Regions from separate parts of the Zea mays genome. Here region 2 is linked to region 1. Evidence: chromatin contacts called from public Hi-C data. All regions are on one chromosome and are shown on one strand. The core of a region is the stretch at or near the end of the contact, and the rest is flanking DNA. Distances in the headings are between cores, read along the strand shown.

Region 1 (2,700 bases), core at 1-2,500:
TATGGGAAACAAATATAAAGATCAACATTAAGTCGTGCAGTTTACCATTGTTAAACAGGCCCAAAGTGATTATATATGCAATACAGATTTCTGGATTCTTTTGCAAATTCTGCACAAAATATGTGCAGGACTATTTGGTTGTGAACTCTCAAGAGCCTCGCCAAAGTTTTGGAATAGCCAAAAAAACAAACAACAGCAACATTTAGGCAATACATGATATAACTGGATTTTCGTTGTTAGAGTGGCCAATTAGTGTTACTGAATTTGCAGTGCTATTAGTTTGGCTTGATATAGTAGAAGACCAAACAGGATGCATCAATAATCTCATTATGGGCTATGGCCACTCCAGGATACCTCTGCATCCGACCACAAAATGAACATATCCAGCCAACAAACGCACCACACCACAGCAGGTACAACTCAAACTAAATGGACAAGAGGAAAGCCTAAACCATTCACCTGTTTGAACAGCTCAATCTCCTTCCCTATGGGCACTAGATCCAGGTTTTCGTCGAAGCAATACACGTGCACGCGGCTCCCAGAGCTGCCGGCGTCAAATATGACCGCATACTTGTTCAGTCCGTCCTCGACGGCCCGGGGTCCCCACCTCCGACCACCAACGGCGAGGAGCACACCCCCTGAGGCGGAGGCCGGCGCGCGCGGCATGAGAAGGAGCACGAACGAGATGAGGAGTACCGGCGAGAGCAACACCATCAGCACCCGACGGTACCGGTGCACGCGGTCGGCCACCGCCTCCGTTTGCTGCTGCTGCCGTGCTCCGGCGCCCGAGTAGCGGCGCATCCTCGCGGCCACCACTGTGGCTGCCGCGGCATCCGCCGCGACATCGTCAGCGGGGAGCAGATCGGCTGCCGAGGGCGTACGGTAGCGGATGCGACCGTTGGTCGGCGATGGTTTCACCGCCTCCTGCTGCGGCGGCTCCAGCTTGTCGGTGCGTGCGGCCGCGTGCGGCGGCCTTATCGAGAGCGTGGCGGAGTGGGTGAACGGGTGGGCCTGCGACAGCACAGCTGCGCGGTAACGGGCCCGGAGCGCGAGATCTCTCCGGCACGGTCACGGCGACCTTTGGGGTTGATCACGTAGTGGCATTGCGATCGGGGTGGAGAGGGAGGAGCTGGTGGCGCATGAGCCAATTTGGCTCGATTCGGAGAAGTGGCTACGCGACTTTCGCCGTGGTCGCAACCGAGCCGCGTTGTGGAGGACAGCCGTCTGAGCCAGCGAGACGAATTGCATCACGCCGTCTGAGCCAGTAGTATGAAGAAGTAAATGCAAGTTAGTGCTAAAAATTTACAAATCAACACAAAGATAAGTGTTGACACGATAATTTTCCTAACGGAAATGAATGGTGGCGTACAAAAGTTAGGGTGAATTGGGTAATCTAATTTCTCTCTAAACTATAGCTTCTATTTTTTCACCTAGTTAAAATACATGCAATAAATAAATTATCATATGTGTAATTATTGTTTTGACTAAATGTTGTTATTTCTACCATAAAGAATTATACATGTTTATAACTAAGCTAAAAGAATAAAGCATATGACCAAAGTAACATAATATAAATATGGAATCTTGAAGTGTGATAGGAATATAAACTCCTACTGATATACATGTATTTTTAAGAAGTGTGCAAGCTTTCCCTCGATACTTGTTGGAGCCCCATAAAAGGGAATGCTCACACAAGGTCAAACCTTCTAGTCAGATGACTTCATGAATCGCATCAGACCTTCTTCACACGTAATTGGTGCTCCGGTTATGGCCTCTTCTAGATGCTCCATGTTGTCTCCATTGTTGAGTTTCCTGCCGAAATGTTGTAGTTATTGTTTCCTCCAGTATATAGTAGTGGTCACACCACAAACACAGATGGTGTAATCTCGCAAGACTTACAATCCCTCTTATACAATTATTACAATAACGTGCACAAGCATCAAGGGGTAAGACTTGTGTCTAACCTCACTTCTAATTACTAGAACTAAACCTATAGCAAATGCTAATGGCAGTGATCTAACGTCTAGAGATATTGTATTTGAGTCTCAACTCAATTGATGTCTTCCTTATCTTCCACACTCCTTAAATGGTCAGTTGGGAGGGTATATATAGCTTCTAAGACCAAGACTAGCCATAAAAAATGTCGCTCATCTCAAACAGTTCGATGGCCTACTGTTGGACCAAATCTCATGATCTGACACCTCAAATTATGTCACGTGTCTAGACATTTTATTCTAGTTGTTGCAGCCCAATAGCTAGTTATACATTGATCCGATGTAGTATAGTTTGGTGCTCGTTGAACTATAATCTCCACGGTCTAACACCCTATAGTTAGATCCCCAAGAACTTCTAGGTACTGTCATACTAGTTCGAAGACCTCAATCATACTACAGTCTAGGGTTCAATGCCTCTCTGTCCTTTACACTGACCAATGGACCCTCTAGTGAACAATGTCTCTATTTAGTTTGATGTTGTCTAGGCCAACGGTCCAACGATCGTGTCTGATGCCCTACCTTTAGCCAATTCAGTTTGAAACCTCCATCATACAATCTGAACATCTAGTGAACAGCACAAGTTTGATGCATCGGTGAGGAAAAGTACTAGCATAAGGACTGACGCTTTGTGATGGTTTTTGTTCTTTATTTCTTCGTGGTCTTCATGTCCAGTTTGGTTTCATCTTATGTCTTAGACTCTTGCATG
Region 2 (2,700 bases), core at 20-2,519, 190 kb after region 1:
CTCCAGCTGAGGAGGGTCATGGAGAAGGCAGCTGGGAAATTGAATTTGACAGCGTCGCCAGCATCATAGTACCCGCCGACCAGGCTTCGCCGAACTGCAGGATCAGAAAGTCCGTCCTTCATGCAAGAGTTACCACGCCATGGTATATTGTTGTGCTTCGGAAGCTTCCCGGCTGCAGCAAATTGAACAAGGAAGATATCAACGAAATGTAACTTTTTTATTCGGAAATCACTTGTTCAAAATGCAGCTTAACCATCTAACTTGGATTTTCAGCTAAGAGCGCCTTAAATAAGTTTCAATAAAATCGCGCTGCAGGTTTCCTATAGCCTTTTCCCCTAAAAAAGCGCCCTAAATACCGTCTTTTGAACTGGCGTTCCAAATCACTTCACTAGAAAAATGATGAATTCAAAAAATGTTGATACTTCGCTGTCCACAAACCAGAAGAAACAGCACAGAAAACTGAACTGATATTTCCTATTCTATTAAAGAAAATTGTCTTAGAAATCAATCTTTGGCACGTAAGTTTCTCGAATCAGCTGAGACGGCCTCAGTATTTCTAAGTTCTAACGCATCGCCATCACAGACACATTAAAAAAACAATCTTTCCAACACTCCGCCCACGCAATGGCAAAACCACAGAAGAAACAGAGTTACTACTCACATCTCTGGCCATTGAAGAACATGAGCGCCTTGTGCAGCGCGACGGTGTAGTCGTCGGGCGGCGGCGGCGGGCGGTGGCGCCTGGGGATGGCCTTGGCGATCCCGGCCACGACCCCCGCGAATACGGCGGCGGCGAGGAGCACCCCGAGCGTCCAGACGAAGAGCTTGCGGCTGACGACGAGGCAACCGATGTCGACGTACTTCTTCTTCTTGCGGCCCGGGTCCCCGGGCCCCGCCAGCAGCCAGCTCTGCTGCGTCTCGTCGAGCGTCCGCGACAGCGCGCCCCGGTCGATGTCCAGGTTCCGGCTGCGGTCGTCGTCCGTGGCCGAGTCGTGGCATATCTCCAGCGGCCCGCCCCAGGGGTCCCTCCCGTACATGCTCATCTCGCCCCTCCCCGCCTAACTAAGACCCTGTCAACAAGGTACAGCCTCCCCTTCCTCCTCCTAAATGCCACCGCGCCGGTCGATGCCTCCTCGTGAGACGACGGGCGCAGCGCGATCTTCCGGCGGCGCTGGTGAGGGGGGATACCGGGATAGGCGAGCTGGAGCTGAGGCCTGGTGAAGTGGGATTTGCTGGGACTGGCCGACTGGGAGAGAGGGCGGCCCGAATGGTGGCGGTGGGAGGGAAGGTGGCGGTGGGACTAGGAGTGGGATAGGACGGATGTCTGCTGTACTTGGTTGCTGGCTTGTTTCGGAGAGATTTTGTAGTAGTGTACTCTAGTGTGGTGATGGCATGTTGGGTTCCTCGTCCGGGACGATCAGTGCACGTTTCGTGCTCACCTGTTTGGTGCCGAGTCTTTGTTTTATCGCTGTCAAGTATCTACAGGTGTTTCGACAGAGTTTTAGATGCTTCAGGATGGCCGACTATCCTGCATCACTTTTATTTGTTTATAAAAGCTGATCCTTCTTGAATGTCTGAGAATCTGAGTCGTTGGCTTCCTTCTTCAATAAATTACTGTGGTATTTTCTTACTTAGATAAAATAATACAATATTTTCTTAGTCAACCAGGCCCTAAATTATAAATTATTTCAAACTTATATAAATTATTATTATTATACTAAATAAGTATTATTAGATTCTAAGATATCTAAGATAAGCACGTTTAACCTAGAAATTCTTTCGAAATAGGTTTAAAAATGTGAATCTTATTGGTATAAATATTCTATTAATCCTATTAAATCTTAGGCTAGAATTTCCCACATGATCTAAGACAAAGGTAGGGTGGCCCTAACCCTAAACCCTTCTCTGCATTCCTTCTTTCAAACCTAGCATGCGCTACCTTAGTGACAATATCATCATGTCATTCTTTCCTTGCAAGGAAAATATAATAAGTTGGCCGTCTACAATAAAACAAGGTCACAAAATAATTATAGTCCAAATACTTATTAAACAGTCTAGCAATGAGGTTTTTATGAGATGTATTTGACTTTTTCCACCTCATGTCTTTGAATCCTAAACATACTACACATTTGTACTTGGATGTATCAGGTGAAGTGGTTCTCATTCCCATGCTTGACGACGTTTCTCTTTGGGGGACTTAATGATATTGTCGACAAGTTGAGATCCATACTTTAACTTTTATTGTGTTACTTATTTTTGTCTAATTGTATTCTCGTATTCATGTCTAAAATTTATCCACTCAATCACATTTCTACTATTGTGTTAAAAATAGTCATTACATGCCACAATATCAAATTGAAGTTTTTCTTAGATGATATAATCAATCTCATCATACTCAACCATATGACCACACCAATGCCCTATTCCTAGTTTAAAATGAACTAGACCATAGTGGGCTTCAACACCGTATTTGCACAATACTAAAAGGCTATGATATGGTCAGTCTCTTTCTCCTTTTGTTTTGGCATCTAGATAATGACACTTAGGTTGATACATCTACTCACTGAAATGCCACTTCATATATTGTGTTGTAAACGTTGACGAGTTATTAATTTTAGGCAGACAAATACAAGGTTTTTGAGAAACAAATATGTGCTTACTTCATTCTTGTTAGCACACTCAAACTCAAGCAAAGTTCTA

The links. A called contact is a pair of places that touch in the nucleus more often than the background predicts.
Region 2: a Hi-C map of leaf shows a contact between it and region 1, with 5 times the contacts expected there. The contact joins the promoter of LOC100501706 here to the promoter of LOC103634608 in region 1. A contact is called at or near these places in 2 of 25 Hi-C or Micro-C datasets (leaf and tassel).

Annotation. Positions count from the first base shown.
Region 1 is chr1:54,083,527-54,086,226 of Zm-B73-REFERENCE-NAM-5.0, forward strand. It overlaps LOC103634608 (probable apyrase 1), which reads right to left and starts at 1,251. Exons shown (of 11, transcript XR_556803.4): 1 at 460-1,251.
Region 2 is chr1:54,270,730-54,273,429 of Zm-B73-REFERENCE-NAM-5.0, forward strand. LOC100501706 (Endoglucanase 25) reads right to left here and starts at 1,270. Exons shown (of 6, transcript NM_001196379.1): 1 at 662-1,270; 2 at 1-172. The coding sequence starts at 1,043.